Regions from separate parts of the Rattus norvegicus genome. Here region 1 is linked to region 2. The links are chromatin contacts, called in public Hi-C maps. All regions are on one chromosome and are shown on one strand. Each heading gives the region's core, a stretch centred on a gene start, on an enhancer-like site or on the middle of the called end of the contact. The rest is flanking DNA. Distances are from core to core; before and after follow the strand shown. Region 1 has its middle 190 kb from the start of Cs-ps1. Region 2 overlaps Poc1b (POC1 centriolar protein B).

Region 1 (4,261 bases), core at 463-2,962, 420 kb after region 2:
TGTGACAGACAGACAGACAGACAGACAGACAGACAGATAGATATGCATAAAAACTGCACAACACAGGCCCATGCTCGCTAATAGTAACTATCATAATAATAATTTAAGAAAAACACCTCCATTTCTTTTTAAAAAAGGTTTCTTGAGAGATTGTTTAGAGGTGGTACACATCACAGTGCCCACCCCCCTACCCCTACTCCCCCCCCCCCCCCCGTGGAAGTCAGAGAACAGGCTGCAACACACGTTTCTCTTCTTTTTAGGCTAGAATTTAGGTCACGGAGCTTGGCCAAGCAAGTGGTTTTTCTACCCTCTGAACCGTCTTGCTAGTCTTAAGATATTCTTCGCCCCAGGAATCATTTTGGATGTGTGGACCAACTGTCCTTCCATTAATTATAAAGATGAGCTTTGAGTCATTTGTCCTTGGTGTTGGTTTTAAAAGGAAAAGATCCCAGCTCCTATCTAGCTAGGCATCTTTGAGGGAGGGTGACGTATTTTACTTCCCAGCTCTGACCTCATGTCTATGAAATTTGCACGCATGATGTGAAATGACCTTTGATTTTATTGAGCTCTTGGGCAGAGTTACCCACCTCCTTTGCAGGGTGATGAAGCTAGACAGCTGCTTGGCTGGGATAAGGTGAAGTTGTAGATAGCACGCAACTCCTTCCTACCTCTAACGAGAAACCCTTCCAGCAGGCACCGAAGACTCCCGGGCATTTTGCTCCACTCTGGCTTTTCAAGGATCTATTGGCACATTCTCTTCCTGCTTGGTAATTAAGACCAGCTGTCTCCATTTGAAAGGAAGGAATCCCTTTAAAGTCCTCTCCATCCTCTCTAAAATGTGCTACTGAAACATGCTAATTAGTAACTGGACTTAGGACAACACAGACATGTGTTTCCTGTGAGGCTGGAGAAAGAAGAGGAGGAGGAAGAGGAGGAGGAGGAGGAGGCGGTGGCATAGGAACATCTGCTTAGTTGCATATGTGTGTATGTGTTTTAATTTTCAAAATGACATTTTAAAGGAGAATCTTTCTACTTAAGTGTGATCAGTAACCAGGATTGACGGCCCCGGGAGGGGGGAGGGGAGCAATATATTGACTTCTCCGTCTCCCTTAAGCTCACTACTTAAACTCCCCAGTATCCCTCCTCCATCAGCACCGCAGGCTCCCCCTAGCTCATCGAATTAACCGGCCTGCCTTTCACCGTCATATCAGGAATCACTGGACTTCAGAGATGTAAAAAAGAAAAAAAGTTCTCTTTTCTTTGATGACCCCATTCTGTAGTAAACTGATAGCCAAGTGGCTTTGTTACAGTTAGCACACTGGGGGATTTGACAAGAAGGCGCAGTGGTGAAAGGTGGCATTGTGTTAAAAGTCCTTCGCTAAAACTGGGGGAGCCACTGCTTCCCCACCATAAACCGCGATTGTGTGAAAAATCTGTGCTCTTACCAATAATTCCTAGTGTCGGTTGGAGGTTTTAACCTCGCTGGTGATCACTGCCTGGAGGCAGGAACTACTCAGGATGCTGGAAAAGGGGCTGCTTGACTGGTTTGCTTTACAGGGAATAGTGTGGGGGTTTACTTAAGTGGATATGGAAAGCTGGGGGTTGGGGAGGCTGCTTGGGAAAAGAGTGGGCCGCATCTTTCACCTCTAAGATCATTCTCCTGGGGCAGTCGGGCCCAGAGCCTGCCCCAGAATTCCGGCTACTGTCTCGGCTATGCCTCTGAACATCTCAGAGGCGCCTGCTGCTGGAATGTTTTGCGTTTCTGTTGACCTCACCATTGTGTTTCACCAGCTCACAGTTTCAAGTCTTACTGTGGGAGTCTGATAGATTAACAGTCCCTATGGCCAGACTCTACTGTAGGATGGAGAAAGGTCTATTGTTTATGGGAGGTATCGTTTAGGGGGTACACTAACTAGGGGGTACTACTGTTCCCCGCTCCCTTCACTCCCCCACAACAAACTATACAAAGCAGTGAAAATAAAATTTTCCGTGAAGTAATTATACTGTTTTTAGTAAGAAAATATGATCAATAGCTACCACGTAGCTGTATGTTATATCTCTAAGTTACAGAAGTGGAATGCTGCGTGTCCAATGTCCATCACTTATGAGGTCGATAAGGCCTTGCAAAGTCTAGAAACAGAGAGAGCCCACCTGGCCACCGGCCTTCCTCTTAGATTCCAGCCAACATCTGGGAGTCTTCTGCTGAACCCCAGTAAGTTACAAGACTCGGAGGAGAAGCAAGCCTCGTTCCAACATTCTGGATCTCTTGTGCAAGGACCTATCTTAGCGTTCTGGTCACCTATTTTGATAGACCTATTTTGATTGGCTGCCTTGTGCTGCTACGGATGTCCCTAGGTTTTGGAGCTTTGGCTCAGCTGTGATTTCATAGAATAGCTAGTTAAGAGCGACAGAATTGCTGGTTTTCCCCCTAGATGTTGGCTCTTCTATCGGCCACATGCCTTTCTACTTGGACTCTTGGACGCTATTATAACAACAGGCATTTTCATAGTCTCTCTTTCTCCTTGCCTCAACCATCAACTCTAGATAGAAGCAAAGGAATGAGAGGAAAAAAAATATAAATGTGTGTGAGGTATTTCTTTGGCAAGGAGAGCAGATCAGGTCTCTAACCCCAGCATCTGCTCTCCAGCTGGGCCTCCTTCCTGGTCTCCATTACTTTCACCATCAAACTCAAACCACCAGCTAGCAATTCGCACAGGTGCACCTGCGCTCCTCTGAACGCCGCCCGCCCGCCCGGGGTGCTCTTTTTCTCTGCTTCAGCTTCTAGCTTCCAGCTTTATTTGTTTACTTTCAATCTCCCTGACAAACGGTACCTAATCCTCTTCTATCTAGTCCTAAACGTTTGCAAAGCTCAGAGTTTGGGAATATTTCTCATATTTCTAAATGTTTAAAGTATTTCCATGAAGCTAACATAGAAGGGACAAGAGAAGGGGGCGGGTCAGAGAAGGTAAGTGACGCTGGAACTAAGACAGATTAATGCGAAAGAAAGACAGCTTGCTTGGAATGAGCTGTGCTCCACTTCTGGGTTTATAATAAAATACATAACCTCCATCTTTTGATTAAAAACCAAGCCACTTTTAAAATGCTTTATAAAGCTAAGTTTAGATTCTAGATTTCTTAGACTCTAGAATTTAGCATCAGCGTGTTAGAGCCCAGGAGAGCATAGCTAATATTCACTAGCCTTCACTTTCTACCCCATCTTTTCACAGTCCCTCAAAAGGATTTCCATGTGGATCTGTGGACATTCAACCTGCACCTCCAGGGGCCATTCATATCACATCCCTGTACAGGTCATTCTTTAACAGCAGACATCATCTCATTTCACTCTTACTAGGTTATATTTGAGATAGAGGTCTTAGGACATTCAGCACAGGGCCTCAGGCTACTGAAGTGGGAACTTCTGGTGTCCTGGATTAGTGAGTGGGATCTATGGTAGGACAGGTGGTAGTCTGAAGGAGGCATGACCTCTTGGCTCTGTAGCTTCCTCAGCTGTTGAAGAGGACACGGAAGTAGAGTTCCTGGGGCTGAGGCACTCTTGCTGGGGCTAATGATAATGAGGTTCATTATCATTCAACCAGGTTTCTCTTCCTCCGAGATATCTAATGGAGTCGAACTCATTCCTCAAGCAGCATGGTCTGTTGGGTCTCCTGCCAGGAAATCTTAATTCTCCTACTACGGAACTCGTTTGTCCTAAAAAAGCAACAGCGAAAGACCAGAAGTGCCTAAAGCACTGTGCACTCTGTTTCCTTTTAGGAATATCAAGAGATTCGGAAAAGTTAATATGTGCAGAAATGTAGGTGACTAAGCCGTATCAAAAGAAGTATTAAGTACTATAACTGTGCACTCACACGGCACCTTGTTCTTACTCAGAAAGTCTCTGTATTGCTCTACTCTGTGCTTCCTTAGCTCTGTCTTGTTCAGTAATATAATGCAAGTACTTAATTTTATTTTCTACTCTGAGCACAAAACCCAATGTACGTTACTTAGTAGGTGCTCATTAAATAGATGTGGGATAGATAAACCACCTTTTGGCAGCCGGAATTGGTTACTGCAAATGTTTGTGGTATGGTCTGTGCACACCGATAAGGAAAATGCCTGGGGCTGAGCTCTGTGTTGTAGAACCTTCCAGCTCCAGGCTCTTAGTTAGATGGAGAAGGTAGAAGCAACCACGAACCATGTCACTGAGTAGCAACGAGAGGAAATATTCAAGTGGTATTTCCAAGGATTCATTACAAGATACTGA
Region 2 (4,234 bases), core at 1,403-3,902:
CGGATCCACTCGGTGGAAAGAAAGATCCAAATCTCACAGATTGTCCTCCAGCCTCCACACATGTGCCATGGTGCAATCACGTGTGTAAGTGTGCACGTCCTCACACATACACATACATAAATCTAACCCAAGGTACAGCTCTGTCCTCCAGACCGAGTGCCTTCAATCCCTCAGTCGATCACTCTTCTTGCTGGGAGCTCAGCCCACAGGGAAAGCAGTGTCCAGTGGCTCTCCCCAGTGGGTCTCTCTAAAGCACTTAAACTCCAGCCTCACGGTTCCCCCAAATTTCTTTGTAATCTGGCCTTTGTCAACTCCAATCTGTTTCTGTCTCTTTTCCTGTCCCTGGACATTTGTTCATTTGCACTATGGCTGTGCTCGGCTGGTGGGGGTGGGGGTGGGGTCTTTATTGCACCCTGTGTCTATGACTTGCTTTCTGAAGTGTATTTTGTTTTTATTTTGGTGTGGAGAAGCCGTGTTAAGCTGTGTTTCCTTTCTAAAGTCCTTGTGGCTGGGCCATCAGCTAGAGTTCCTTTCTGGCCCTGAGTGTACCAAGTGCTGTCCGGTTGGTCCTGCAGTCTGGGTGCTCTTTGGCTCTCGTCTTTGAACTAAAGATGACTGCTTTTTTTTTTTTTTTTTTTTTTTTTTTTTTTTTTTTTTTTTTTTTTTTGGTTTGCCCTGCAACCTTTGAATTTAAAAATGACTTCCCTCGGAGGTAGTCATCGATCCAGGAAATCATTCTTCTTTCTCTGTAATTTTACTACACAGGTATTTTCAAATCTTTAATTAAATACTGTTTAGCTTTGAACGGTCAGAAACTTTGAGGTAAATGGAGTTGTATTGAGTATGTTTTACTGTAACTTGCCTTTTTATTTCATATAAAAAAAAAACCCTGAGATGTATGTATAACGTGACCTGACCTACTTATATAGTGTGCAGAGCTGTGTTCTCCTCGACTTCACTGCCGTGTGGTGTCTCAGTGACTTTACCTCACAGCCAGTCTCTACAGTATAGCTTAGCGTTGGTTACAAAGTGCTATGCGCACTGCTGACAATATGGAGGAGCACTCTGGTGTTTGCAATGGTGTTTCTTACCGTTTCCACTTTTCCCTCGGATAATGAGTTTATGAAGGCAAGCCCATTAGCCATTAGGGTCTCACGTCTGTAGATGTTTTCATGGAATTTCTGTTTTCTACATTTCCGTGGATAAGCTTGTGTATAGATTTTAGATATCCGCCCGTTCCTGTATTCAACATCGTAATGATCCTCATGGCGGCACAACTCTCCCACAGCAGCTGTGATCACAAGTGCCTTTCCCCTCGCTGGCAGCTTCTGCTTTTCTGGTTTTTCAGATGCTCTTCTCCACCTCTGGTTGAACAATGACTGTAGTTGTTTACTCTTGCTGGTCTTACTGGTTGTTCATCACATTTGGGTTCCGCTCACCTCCTGCCATCCCCTCCTAGCTGGGATCTGTGTTCCTTGCCAGTTTTTAAAACGGTCCATCATCCGTGCTGTAGACTGATGCCATTGAATCTTACTATTGGTTTCTTCTTACTATTTGGCCTGCTTCCAAGCCATCCACAGTATAGCTTTGTTTACCTGAAACTTTCATGTCAATGATGTCTTAAAATTTCACATGCATTCCTGGCGGATTTTCTTCAGTTTTATAGTATTACACATGCCCTTCTAATACTATCTGTATTTTAAGTTCATGTTGAAATCCATTTGGGTTTGTGCGTTGAGTGGGGTTAACAGTGTCCTTTGGTTCTCTTAGTGGGGCTGGGGACTCAGAAGTAGATTCTGCTTAGTTCTCCATTGGTAATCACTGCGTTTTTTAAATGAAAGTTTATAATTTCCTCTCTGGTTCTTACATCTTAACATTCTATTTCTTCTTGTTTTAATGTACTGGCTAGGATATTTTCTGCATTTCTTGAGGTGGGTCTTTCTATTTTAATATTCCTCTGTAGGTGAATTACATTGCTTTTAAAATATGAAAATGACCATTTCTTGCCTAAGTTCAACATTGTCAATATCATAAATGTTGGTAGGGTTAGTGAATTCATATTTTGCCAATATTTGTGTCTTTATCAATGAGTACATGCATTATTTTTAGAATATATTATAAATACTCTGTGGTTCTTTAGTATCGGTCCCTTATGAGAAAAGATATCACATTAACTTGTTTTACGTGTGCACACAGATCAATCCAAAACTTGAGGTAATGGACTTGCACAGTTCTTCTCCCCCAGTTGTGGATGTCCTTTCTTTTGATTCAACCACAGTAAGTCATTTTTCTTTAACTTAAGCATTGTTAAACCATTTATCACAGTCTATTTCCTGTAAGAGTCAGGAATAAAATGTGAACTCTGGCAACCTAACATTTCAGCACAGCAAAGTCATTTCTAAGTTTCTAAAAAACCACCAGGGGGAGCAGCAACCATTTCCAGAACAGTTTTACCTTTGAAGACATTAAACTCCGTCTAATTCACCCTCCCTACTTAATTCCTTGCTACCCTGCTACCCTGTCCCCTGCCTCCTGCCTTCCTCCCTCTGCCCCTCTCGCCCCCCACTTGCTCCCTGCTGTCTTCTCCCTGTTCCCTGCCCCCTACTTCCTGCCTACCCTGTTGCCTGCTCCCCCTGGCCTCCACCCGCTGGCCCCTGTCCTCTGCTCGCTGTGCCCTGCTCCCTGCCCTGGGCCCCTACACTGCTGTCACAGAGCAGGCTCTGCTCCACTGCTCGAAGATGGCAATTCCTCCGCTCTGTTTTGTTATTCCCAATGGGTTGTCCAGAAATGAAGTATCCCTAATACTTAGATTTATGTTTATAAAAGTTATCTGTGTGTTTTATAGTTTGAGCATCTGAAGGCTTCAGAAACAACTTGAGCCTTTTACCTTCTGAGTTGCCCTCTCTTCTACACCAATCACAGTAACCTGATGATTAGTGCAAGCCCTGCTCGAAGAGCAGGAAGAACAGCGCTGCCTTTGACAGCATTGCTGCTAAGCTGTCCATTTAGTTCAGTATTGTGGGTAAAACTTTAAAGAAACACAGCCTGACATATCGACTCTAGCAGATGCCAAGAAGAGTATCTGGTGCAAAGGAGTTCTGCCTGCACTGAGGAAGTGCTCCAGTTCTCCAGTTATGAAGTGTCCTTTCATCGTTAGTTAATGTTCTTCTCTGAGAAGATGCAGTGACAAGAGCCACACAGCAGCAAGCAGGCGCTCACTGTGAAAGGGAAGGCGTGAGTCTGGTGGAGCTGATCTGTGCTTACTGTGCTCACATCTATAACCCAGCAGCATTTCCGCACGAAGGAGCGACTTGTGCAGTGGAATTTAACTAAACGTTAACCAGCTATCTGAAACTTGGCACAGAGCTTTGCCGTAGTTAGTCTTCAATGAATTTGACACAGCCCATGACATTGACCTTATATATTCCAGTGAGCTGACTTTGTATCCTGGAGATAGGCAGCTTGTGACCTAACTAGCAGGCTAAAATTTAGTGCTCCTGACCTAGAAACTATCTCAGGGTTTTTGTTCTACTTTTTGAGACATACTCTCCCTGCCAAGTACCCTTTAAGCTTTGCAAAGACTCATGACTTGGGGCTGGAGAGATAGCTCATCAGTTAAGAGCACTGACTGCTCTTCTAAACGTCATGAGTTCAATTCCTAGCAACCACCTGGTGGCTCACAACACTCTGTAATGGGATTGATGCCCTCTTCTGGTGTGTTTGAAAATAGCTACAGTGTATTCAAAAAGCAAAAAAATAAACAAACAAGCAAACACACAAAAACTTCCCGACTTGAAGACTCTAAGTGTTCTCAAGAGTTTGCTATGAAGGTGGGCTTGTCACCAGCTAGAACAAAAGGGTACTTATCCCTTGAAGATAACCCAGGGGAACCAGAGTCAGCTAGTTTATGTGGTATGCGTGGGACTTTGATGTAGGAGTGTCATCCACAAGAGGGGAGCACTCCATAAAACAGTCAGTTGTCCACAAGAAGGGAGCACTGGCCTGAGAAATGTGAAAATGCCTTTTTGAAACAGAGCCAGTCGAATATCAGTGACTTCACTTTACAAGAAAGATTCTAAGGGATGATTTTAAAAGTAGCCATGCCAAGCACCATGGCACATTCTAATTTAGAATTCAGAAGTCAGGGGCAGGAGGTTTTGCGTTTGAGGCTATCTGAACTATATAGTAAAGACTTGGAGAGACAAAGGGCTGGGAACGTGTGTCTATAGCAGTT

Evidence for each region. Hi-C and Micro-C count contacts between places; a contact is called where the count stands out from the background.
Region 1: a contact with region 2 is called in a Hi-C map of Schwann cells, with 6 times the contacts expected there. The contact joins two enhancer-like sites. A contact is called at or near these places in 10 of 12 Hi-C or Micro-C datasets (the A7r5 cell line, the Rat2 cell line, Schwann cells and 6 more) and 1 of 1 datasets of contacts at active chromatin or transcription factors (oligodendrocytes).

The regions. Positions count from the first base shown.
Region 1 is chr7:36,297,154-36,301,414 of GRCr8, forward strand. No RefSeq gene overlaps it. Among named protein-coding and RNA genes, the nearest start is that of Cs-ps1, 190 kb to the right of the region's middle. Within about 2 kb of position 1,713, at least 2 of the 93 cell types and tissues checked have an H3K27ac peak or open chromatin away from gene starts, as enhancers often do. A contact at or near this core is called in Schwann cells, where this site is marked.
Region 2 is chr7:35,873,914-35,878,147 of GRCr8, forward strand. It overlaps Poc1b (POC1 centriolar protein B), which reads left to right. Exons shown (of 12, transcript NM_001398583.1): 10 at 2,197-2,277. Among named protein-coding and RNA genes, the nearest start is that of Galnt4, 64 kb to the left of the region's middle. Within about 2 kb of position 2,653, at least 8 of the 93 cell types and tissues checked have an H3K27ac peak or open chromatin away from gene starts, as enhancers often do. A contact at or near this core is called in Schwann cells, where this site is marked.